3 separate regions of the Mus musculus genome follow, and all the other regions are linked to region 3. Evidence: chromatin contacts called from public HiChIP or PLAC-seq data. All regions are on one chromosome and are shown on one strand. The core of a region is the stretch at or near the end of the contact, and the rest is flanking DNA. Distances in the headings are between cores, read along the strand shown. Region 1 overlaps Cep68 (centrosomal protein 68). Region 2 overlaps Gm12031 (a long non-coding RNA gene). Region 3 has its middle 21 kb from the start of Gm39605.

Region 1 (3,485 bases), core at 608-3,107, 170 kb after region 3:
CCTACTGGAAAAATTACAGAACAAGGTTTCTCAGGGTTGGTACTGCTGCCATATAGAACTGGGTAGCTCTTTGTTTTAGGGGTATTTCTGTGCATTGCAAGATGTTTTGCAGCACAGAAGCCCTCAGACCCCTGGAACCTTTCCAGGCAGTGCCAGTTGTACCCTGGGAAGTGAATACATGGGGAGGTTTTGATGGAGAGCAACCACGAACGGGTCTGCACCAGTGTGAACTAATGAGCCCTTTGTCTCCCCTGCTTCTCTGAAGGCCTGTTTTGAAATTCTTCCTGTGTTCTCTTACATAGGATTTTTAGGTGTTGCTTTTGTGGCTAAGCCTTAATGGTTATGTTTTTATTGTTTTGTATATGAATGTTATGTAGTTGTGTGTGTGTGTGTGTGTGTGTCTGTCTGTCTGTCTGTGTCTGTGCCATCCCATCTGTGTGGAGGTGGTCAGGTAGTTAGTTCTTTTCTACCCTTATACATATTTTAAAGATTGAATTCAGGTTGCAAGCCTTAACTTGCTAAGCCATCACACCAGCCTCAAGTTTTATATTAAGGCAGAAATTTGATATAGCAAGCTTTATTGCTTCTGACTACACTGGTGTTTACCAAACAAGCTTAGCATGGGGCTTGAGAAACCTGCAGCTGCTGTCCAGGGTCTGAAGAAACAGGGTCTGAGCAGAAAGAGCTCATTATAGGCCTCTTCACAGAGGCCATGTGTAATGGAAGGCTGCCTTAAGTAAGCTAACAAGAGCCACTTTGTCCTACTCTGAGAAGAGACTTAGGGGTCAGCCTGGCCTCTTAGAAGAGGCTTTTGGTTTTCTTTGAATCTCAGATATGAACCCAGACCTTCGGACTGCTACCCTCCCAGCCCTCAGCCTGGAGTAACTGGAACGCTTAGCTGTTCTGTTCAAGTTTCAAGTTACCCTTAACACTTTCTACTTCCTCTTCCCAGAAGCATCCTGTCAGCACACACGCCATACCATCCTGCTTCTTCCGAGTCTGCTTTCTTACTTGGCTCCAAGTCTAACTGCAGGAGTGACTAAGGCTTGCCCCTACCTACCACCAAGAGGGCCCTATGTCAGCACCCTGCCAAAGGAAGTTTGACCTAGTTACAGAAATATAGGCTGACATTTTTTTTTTTTTTTTTTTTTTTTTTTTTTTTGGATTTTCGAGACAGGGTTTCTCTGTATAGCCCTGGCTGTCCTGGAACTCACTTTGTAGACCAGGCTGGCCTCGAACTCAGAAATCCGCCTACCTCTGCCTCTCGAGTGCTGGGATTAAAGGCGTGCGCCACCACGCCCAGCTTTAGGCTGACATTTTGTTCTACACTCTCAACTGCTTATGAGTCATGTGACTGGGACTCGTGGGAATTACACCAAATGAAGCCCCCCATATGTATGTGTAAAATTAAAGCGCACACACACCAAAAACAGGAAAAGGGCTGGAGAGATGGCTCAAGAGGTTAAGAACATTGTCTGCCCTTCCAGGGGTCCTGAGTTCAGTTCTCAGCTACCACATGGTGGCTCACAACCATCTACAGTGAGATCTGGTGCCTCTTCTGGTCTGCGGGCATAATGCAGGCAGAACACTACATAATAAATCCTAAGAAAAAGAAACCTGTACCCTTTCTAGCCTTTCTTCCCTGACCTGTTTAAAGTTTCAAATAAAAAGCCCCAGAATTCCACTGACACACGGAAAGACTGAACAGAGCTTGGCTCAGCCACCCTGACAACATTCCTCTGCCACCAGCTCCAAGAAATTGTTAGGCCAGCACTTTTGCCTCACTATGGCTTTCTAAGGGGCTGACCTCAACACACCCAGCCAGTTCCTTCCCTTCCTGCCCCATCGAGTCCACATTGTGAGCAGAACAAAGACTTCCCCTTTCTTATCCTCTGCTGGCAGATGTTGCTCTCAGGCAGGAAGCTCGGGAGCATTTAACCCAGCTGATAAAGCACAGGAAGCAAGCAGCTTTTGTATTTAACAAAAGAAAACAGCCAGCCTTTTTGAGTACTCTAATCCTAGCGCCTCCCTCTTTAGACATGCATAGTCTATTCTCTAATCGTTCCTCCAGTTTTGGTCATTGATCCTTCTTACCCCCCAAAGTCCACAAACTTCCCCAATACATTACATAAGCTCTGGAACCTTTGGAACATCACTATTTAAAGGGAGAAGATTAAATGAACTGGGAGTGTGGCTCAGTTTCTAGAATGTTTTGCCTAACTTACATAAAACTTTGGCTCCAGTTCCCAGAACTTCATAAACTACTGTAGTGTGCATGCTGTGGTATATACCTGTATCAAAAGTTCAAGGTCGGGGCTGGAGAAATGGTTCAGTGGGTAAGGGCACTGTCTGCTCTTCCAGAGGTCCTGAGTTCAAATCCCAGCATCCACATGGTGGCTCACAACCATCTGTAACGAGATCTGATGCCCTCCTCTGGTGTGTCTGAAGACAACTATAGTGTACTTACATATAATAAATAAATCTTTTTTTAAAAAAAAAGTTCAAGGTCATGTTCAAGTAGAAAGGTTAGAGGTCAGCCTGAGCTACATGAGACCCTGCTAGGGTAGGGAGGAGTCACTGTGAAACTTACAGACCTATGTGAGCAAAATGCTATACCTTTTTATAATTTGACCATTAGTTTTAAAGGATGTCCTTGAGAGGATTGCAAAGCAGTCTGGTGAGCTGGAGAGCCGTGCAGATCATCTTTATGACTCTATCTTAGCCTCTTTGGACATGTTGGCTGGCTGCACCCTCATCCCTGACAACAGGCCAACAGCAGCAGAACACCCACATGAAGGGCTTTAACACAGTAAGTAGAGAAACCCAAGAAGAGGACTTACTGTCCAACCACTGTGCTAACAAGGGCACAAGGCTGTCCCAGTAAATAATTACTTCTTATATACTTGGCTGGGGTAATACTCATTGAAACAAATGTAGTATTGAAGGAAGACTGAAGGAGTCACTACCCTGGCCAGGAAGGTGGGTCTTTCACTCTTTCCAGTGTCTTGTTAACATGTGCTTGCTGAGCTGCATATCCCACATTCCCATACGGTGTTCTCTACCTCTACTGCTACACCACACAGCAGACAGCAGCAGTAATCCTTACAGTGCTACTCTCTCCAGTGTGGGGCTGCGTTCAAGACTGTCCCTGTCCTACAGGCTCTCTTGCTCAACTCACTCAGCACCTGTCTCCAAGCATCTCTGACAACACAAACGTCTACAAAAACCCAGTTACTTGCCAGATCGCTATGCTACAAAGGACCTTTGCAGATCTTCCATACCACACCATTCCCCCAAAGACTGGGGGATGACACATCTTACAGACTTAACAATCAATACTACTTGTTAAATACAACTTTTAGAAAGTCAAACTGGCAATGAGATAGGAAGAAGCCCAAGAAAAAAGCAGGGTTATCTGGTACCTATCCTGGGCAGAATCACAGGTTGTACTGATTTTTTTCCTCTTACAAAATGTTTATCAAATA
Region 2 (3,610 bases), core at 154-2,653, 240 kb after region 3:
TTCTTTCCTCTTTCTTTTTTTTTTTTTTTCGGTTTTTTGAGACAGGGTTTCTCTGTGTAGCCCTGTCTGTCCTGGAACTCACTCTGTAGACCAGGCTGGCCTTGAACTCAGAAATCTGCCTGCCTCTGCCTCCTGATTGCCGGGATTAAAGGCGTGCGCCACCACCGTCCGGCTTCAGCTTCTTTCTGCTTTCCCTCCTTACTTGAGGGTCTTGTTTAGGGAGAGAAAAGGAATTTATTTTACGTTTTTAGAATCTCTCTTGCTTCTTTACTGAAAGCAGACAGGGACAGCGCAGAAACGAAGCACAGGGAGGCTGTGAGGACAGATCACTGCCACACTCCGAGAGAGGAGCCAAGAAAACACTCAGCCAAAATGGAAGCTTTACTGGGTAATCAGTAGCTGGGGGAAGGAGAAGTTTAAGGACATGGTCAGTGGTAAGAGCTGGGAGGAGCCATGGGTACTTAGGTATGCTAATAGACACCACAGCTAGCCTTTAACCTGGTTTCCTTGGGACTTAAAAATAAAAATAGGAGCAAGATCTGGCAGCATAGCCTCTAAGCTATGTCAGGAAACTGAGGCACAAGAATTGTAAATTCAAAGTCTGTCTGAGGTACAGAGTGAGTTCAACAAGAGCCTAGATAATTTAGTCAGACCCTGTAGCTCCAAGTGGAGCAATGGCCTTAAACAATTAAAATAAGTAAATATTACCCAATATACTCAAAACTCCAAAACCATGTCTCCTGTCCCTTGGCCCATTTTCTTTTAATTATTTATTCATTTTTCATAAGTATTTGTTTTTATTTTATGCACATGAGTATATGAGTATTTTTGCCTGCATGTATGAACATGGCTGGCATCCACTAAAGCCAGAAGATCTCTTGGGACTTGAGTTTCAGATAGTTGTGAGCCACTAAGTATGCATGCTGGGACCAAGCCTAGATCCTCTGTAAGAGCAGCCAGAAAAAAAAAAAAAAATGCTGGGCAGTGGTGGCACAGACTTTTAGTCAAAGCATTTGGGAGGCAGAAGCAGGAGGATTTCTGAGTTCAAGGTCAGAGTGAGTTCCAGAATAGCTAGGACTACACGCAGAAACTCTGTCTTGGAAAAACCCAACCAACCAATCAACCAACCAACCAGACAAACAAACAAAGAGTAGCTGTAAGGGTCCATGATTCGCTGAAGAATGATACCCTAGACTCAAATTGTATGTAAACAGAAAGAGTGTTCTATTCTGCAAGAGTCCAGCATGCTGGGATCTCCCCATTACCAAGATAGACAACCAAAGGAGCTTAAAGGCTAGATTTAAAGCACACTAAAGATTCCGGGGTAGGCGACCTCTATCTTTCTTTATCTCTGAGAGCATTCCATTACCAGAGCAAGGAGTTGCTGGGTAGGTGGCCTTTATCTTAAGTCTTCTTTACAGACATTCCTTGGCCCTGGGGGCTAGAGTCTGTGGTAGGTCTGGAAACCTGCTGATCCATTGTCCTTGCTTCTGGCTAGGTGGCTGGCCACTTTCTAGTTTCTGACCAGCTTGACTGAAGCCTGGTTTTTTGTTTTTGTTTTTTAGCTGACTTGCCTGGACTTGCCCAGTTTTCTTTAGGCCTAGTCTTGTAGACTGGCAATTTGAAACCTGTCATGGAGTCAGCTTAGCCTTCTCATAGCAAACATTCTTAGCCATTATGGAGTTCAAGAACACTGGGAAAAGACCCCTACACTCAATTTAAAGATCATTAGCTAAATTTATTATAGCTACTAACAGGGCCACAGTCTCTAAACTGAATCAGAGACCAGTCACCCAGAGGTGGATAAAGGGAAGGGCTTTTTTTTAAAAAAAATATTTATTTATTTATATGTATATATACACTGTTGCTGTCTTCAGACACACCAGAAGAGGACATCAGATCCTATTACAGATAGCTATGAGCCACCATATGGTTGCTGGGAATTGAACTCAGGACCTCTGGAAAAGCAGTCAGTGTTCTTATCCTCTGAGCCATCTCTCCAGCTCTGAAGAGAAGAGCTTTTAAAGGCAAAAACCAAAAGAGCTGTTCTGCTCTGCCAAGATTAGATGGTCAAGGCAACCTCAAAATAGTCCTTGAATGTCTGCACAAGCGGGTTACAGAAGTCAGAATCAGCAGTTAGTCATTGCATAACAAGCAGATGCTCATAGCTGTACATTCTGGGGTGGGGAATCAAGGAGTCAGGGTTGCCAGAAACTTGAAGTCAGAGATAAAAGACTATTAGGTACTAAGATGGTTGCCTAGCACAAAATGAAGTTTCTTTCGCCATCACGCTAATCACCGAGCCATCTACAGTTCTCTTCTTTTTGTTTTTATTTTATTATTTCTGTTGGTATGTGTGTGGTGTGCATGTGACACAGTGTGGATGTGTGACTATCACAGAGGTCAGAGAACAGCTTTCAGGAATCTTGAGTTCCAAGGATCAAATATTTAGGCCACCAAACCTGGGTGGCAATCAATTTGCCCATTGAAGCATCTAAATGGGCCTTGAGAGTCATCATTCTTGAATACTCCAAAATTCCTGAATGGAATCTAAAGTGGCAAGACTAAATGACAAACAAGTGTTCAGTGGAGTGGGCATGGGCACGATGTTATTGTGTGCTATGTAAAGATTATCCTTGTGTTATTCAAATGCTGATTTCTCTGTCCCCTATATGTGTTTGCAGTCTTCATATGGCGCTGTAATGCTTATTCCAAGTATCTCCTTGTCTTAGTTAGGGTTTTACTGCTGTGAACAGACATCATGACCAAGGCAACTTTTTTTGTTTTGTGTTTTGTTTTGTTTTTTGAGTTTTTGTTTTTGGTTTTTGGTTTTTTGAGACAGTTTCTCTGTGTAGCCCTGGCTGTCCTGGAACTCACTCTGTTGACCAGGCTGACCTCAAACTCAGAAATCTGCCTGCCTCTGCCTCCCGAGTGCTAGGATTAAAGTTGTGCGCCACTTCTGCCCAGCAACCAAGGCAACTCTTATAAGGACAACATTAAATCTGGGCTGGCTTACAGGTTTAGAGGTTCAGTCTATTATCATCAAAGTGTGTACATGGCAGTATCCAGGCAGGCATGGTACAGGAGGAGCTGAGATTTCTACATCTCCATCTGAAGGCTGCTAGCAGACTACTGGCTTCCAGGAAGCTAAGATAATGGTCTAAAAGCTCACACCCACAGTGTCATACCCACTCCAAAAAGGCCACACCTACTCAAACAGGGCCACATCTTCTAATAGTGCCACTCCCTGGGCCACTCCTGTTTCATGTTTGTGTAAACATCATTCCACATTTTCTCTCCAACTTGTAAATAAAAGCTGATCATCCAATGGCTAGGCAGCGGAGAGAATAGGACAGAACTTCTGCTTCCCAGAGGAGAGGAGAGAGGGGGAAGAAAAGAAGGATTGGTTATGAGGAAACTGACAGAGAGATATCATGAAAAATACCTGAAGCCAAGAGAGGCAGACCAATGCTATAATGCAAGTATCTTAGGGATTTTAGCTGGGAGGTAGCTAGTCAGTTTAGAGGATTAGAATAGATCAATGACTACCGAGGCATTGTGTGGTAAAGCTTGATAAAATAAATCTAGTAGTCTCAGTCTTATTTGTTTG
Region 3 (3,319 bases), core at 735-3,234:
ATAATGCAATGTTAGAATATAGAAAGATGAGATGAGATTAAACTATTACATAAAGATATGATATGCGATGTAAGGGTGATGGCTTAATTATGTTAATGATGTCAACTTTATAGGGGGGTTAAAAATATTGATTTACTTTATTAATTGATGACATCCAATTTCATGTCCAAAATTTAGGATTCACACACACACACACACACACAATTTAAAGAGTTCACTAAAATGTTTAGCATTCCCTAAAGAAAGGAAATTATACAGAGCTGAGATATAGAGGAATATGGAGGGCAGAGACCAATATGACTGAAGAGTCAAGAAGAAGACCCTGCCATACCCACATGTGGCGGTTTGAATATGCTTGTTCGTGGGAAGTGTCACTGTTAGGAGGTGTGGCCTTGTTGGAATAGGTGAAGAAAGTTTGTCACTGGAGGAGCAGGCCTTGATGCTCTGCCCAGTGCAGAGAGTCAGTCTCCCAGCAGCCTTCAAATGAAGATGGAAAGCTCTCAGCTCCTCCTTCACCATACCTGCCTGGATGCTACCATGCTTCCTGTCTTGATGGCAATGGACTGAACCTCTGAACCTAAGCCAGCCCCAATTAAATGTTGACCTTATAAGAGTTGCCTTGTTCATGGTGTCTCTTCACAGCAATGGAAATCCTAACTAAGACACTGCATGTGAATATGTCTGAGAAACTGTGCTGATTTATACAGTTGAGATTTTTATTTTTTTGTCCTGCGATAGCCAGCCCCAAAATGGCCCAGAATGGCCCTGGAAGGTACTTAGATCTTTGGTATTGTCCTCATCCATACTGGGGCAGAGCTAGTCCTTACAGCCAGTAGGATACAGAAACAAAGGCACACATTTCATCTGGAGGCCGTCAGTCTGAGGCTCCAAGCCTCACAGAAGCACCACGTTCTCTCCTGACCCCTCTGCCTTTCATCATTTGATCTTGGAGTGGGGACTTTTTATGAACATCCCTAACAAAGGGCCCACCTGTGAGAAGAGCCAACAGCCACATCTGTGAGCTCAGAAGTGCACTCTTCAGGGCCTGTCAAACCTTTCAAACATTTGGCTGCCACCTCTTGAGAGTCACTGAGTTGGAAGCCTGCCACTGAGGCGCTCTCTGTAACTGCGGGAGGACAGATGTTTTGGGGATAATTTGTTGCACGAATAATAATTATTAGAACAAGTTTTCAGTTTCAGATTCCATGTAAGGTACACACAGTTGGTCATGGATTAGAGGTTCAACTATCTAAGAATCAGATGTATTTACAAGCCAAAATGGTGTCTCTATTGAATGTGTAGAAAAAAGATTTTTCTTTTGTTTTATTCAACAATAGGATAATATTATATACAACTACTTTCTTAGAACTTACACACCATTAAGTATTCATGCAATTAGTGACGTAGAGATAATCTAAGTATGCGGATGCATGTGTGTAGATTGTAAATGCTGACCGTAGCGTAGTGTTAGATAAGGGGCTTGCACAATAAGGATCCCCCAGTGAGACTGAATAATGACTGAGTATTGCTTTATCATCAGAAGAAAAATGTTTTAAACAATCAATCAAGAACACCCGTCATTACAGTAAGATAACGGACAAGGGCTTGGCTATCATTCTGGATGCTCCTGGGAAGAACGGTGGAATCAGTGGGGCTGATCAAGGACTTCCTATGGTAAAGAATTCTCCAATAAGAATGGAGATAATCTGAGGTTGTTACAAGATAATACAATGATCATGGTGCCTAATGCACAGCAAACGCGATTCAAATATATTTGCAGGTTGCTATTTGGGGGAAACCATGCTATTTAAAGTGTCTCCCACAAGTTTGATGTCAACGCAACGAGACAGAAAGGCTATTTCCTTCCTTCATCACAGGGTGGCACTGTGGCACCGACTTCCTTTCCACCGAGGCCCGCTTCCAGCTGGTAACGAGGCAGGAAACCAGTTCCCTCCCAGACTTCCAAGGCTTGCGCGTCGGGTTACCAAGAGCGACCCGGCAGCCAGACACCCTCCAAGCATTCATCCGGCAGATAATGAGGAAACAGGCCCGGGCTTTGTACTCAAAGTAAGGGCCAAAGTAAGGGCCCCACAAAGAGTTCACTTCTATTAGAGTCGTACTGGAAACAGGAGGCTCCTGTTGGAGGCTGGGGGTTCGGGGTGGGAGGTGGGATGTTAGTGTTCTAAATTGGTTCTCAGTGCTGAGGCTCCGCATTCTAGCACTTAAGCTGCGGCCCTTCGGGGGTTGGGGGTGCGCGAGCGCGGGGCGGGGGTTGGGCGTGGCAAAGAGGGTTGGTTGGTTGGTTGGTTGGTTTTTGCAGTATTTAGCTATATCCCCAGCCTCAGAACTCAGTTTCTAAATTGTCTCAAACTTCAGTCTACATCACAGTCACCTGGGGACTAAACAGTTCAGCTGCCTGGCCCATGGCCTGAGAATTTGCATTTCAAACAAGTTTCCGGGGATGCTGAGAGGCTGGTTCACTTCCAGACCTGAAAAGACGCTTCTCAAGCTGTGACCCCTCTACTGTGACGCCCAGGCTCTCGGGCAAGCTCCTTAGGCCACACCTGGGTACTTGTTAGAAGTTATCACGGCAGGACCAAAGACTGATCTTCCCTGCTATATCCAGAGGGCAACTCTCAAGCCCCACTCGCTGGAGAGAGTCTTTCTAGCCGATGCCACCAGTCCAAAACAGCATCACTTCCAGCCGGAGTCTGCATGCATGGTCTCGAAGGAATTGTTGAAAATCCCACACCCAGGCCAGACAACTTACATGGACAGAAGGCAGTCAGAGTCCTGAGGAGGGTGCCTCCCCAGAGCACTTCTCTTGCTGTCATCACACTGATCAAAGCCTATCTGGTCATAAATTCCAAGCTTTGACATTTATCCCAAAATGGTTTGAGGCCAGGAGGCTTGATAGCTCAGACCAATAATCCCAACTACTCTAAAGGCTGAAGCAGGAAGACTGTAAGTTCAAACCTGTTTAAACTAGAGTGAGTTCAAAGCCAGCCTGTGCAACTTAGTGAGACACATTGCAATATATTAAACAGTAGAAAGAGAGGACCGTTGGTAGAGTGCTTGCCTACTTCATGCAAAGCCTGGGTTTGATCCTCCATGGTGAATTAGCTGGGAGTTGGGGTACATGCCTATAACCCCAGCAGTTGGGAGACGGCAGCAGAAGGACCCAGAAATCCAGCAGCTTCATGGTCAGCCCGGGACACATCAGCTGCTGTCTATTAATAGCAAAAACAAAAACAAAAAAACCCAAAAAACAAAACAGTGAATGAACTCGAGGCTCTTTCCTCGAATGTGCAAGGGGATT

The links. HiChIP or PLAC-seq counts read pairs in DNA pulled down with a chosen protein or histone mark.
Region 1: an H3K27ac HiChIP or PLAC-seq map of embryonic stem cells shows a contact between it and region 3, with 11 read pairs. The contact joins two enhancer-like sites. A contact is called at or near these places in 2 of 39 promoter capture datasets (embryonic stem cells and neural stem cells), 2 of 15 datasets of contacts at CTCF or cohesin (both in embryonic stem cells), 14 of 484 Hi-C or Micro-C datasets (Sertoli cells, bone marrow-derived macrophages, embryonic stem cells and 1 more), 37 of 115 datasets of contacts at active chromatin or transcription factors (the NIH/3T3 cell line, bone marrow-derived macrophages, craniofacial prominence and 19 more) and 1 of 9 other capture datasets (adipose tissue).
Region 2: a contact with region 3 is called in an H3K4me3 HiChIP or PLAC-seq map of embryonic stem cells, with 19 read pairs. The contact joins two enhancer-like sites. A contact is called at or near these places in 1 of 484 Hi-C or Micro-C datasets (nephron progenitors), 4 of 115 datasets of contacts at active chromatin or transcription factors (embryonic stem cells and stem cell-derived neural progenitor cells) and 1 of 9 other capture datasets (embryonic stem cells).

Annotation. Positions count from the first base shown.
Region 1 is chr11:20,229,748-20,233,232 of GRCm38.p6, reverse strand. It overlaps Cep68 (centrosomal protein 68), which reads left to right. Exons shown (of 7, transcript NM_172260.3): 6 at 2,639-2,809. The coding sequence ends at 2,805. Among named protein-coding and RNA genes, the nearest start is that of Gm51885, 8.4 kb to the right of the region's middle. Within about 2 kb of position 1,857, at least 138 of the 459 cell types and tissues checked have an H3K27ac peak or open chromatin away from gene starts, as enhancers often do. A contact at or near this core is called in adipose tissue, differentiating embryonic stem cells, embryonic stem cells and 4 more, where this site is marked.
Region 2 is chr11:20,163,009-20,166,618 of GRCm38.p6, reverse strand. All of the region lies in intron 3 of Gm12031 (a long non-coding RNA gene), which reads left to right. Among named protein-coding and RNA genes, the nearest start is that of Gm12031, 28 kb to the left of the region's middle. Within about 2 kb of position 1,403, at least 40 of the 459 cell types and tissues checked have an H3K27ac peak or open chromatin away from gene starts, as enhancers often do. A contact at or near this core is called in embryonic stem cells, where this site is marked.
Region 3 is chr11:20,399,641-20,402,959 of GRCm38.p6, reverse strand. No RefSeq gene overlaps it. Among named protein-coding and RNA genes, the nearest start is that of Gm39605, 21 kb to the right of the region's middle. Within about 2 kb of position 1,984, at least 127 of the 459 cell types and tissues checked have an H3K27ac peak or open chromatin away from gene starts, as enhancers often do. A contact at or near this core is called in adipose tissue, differentiating embryonic stem cells, embryonic stem cells and 4 more, where this site is marked.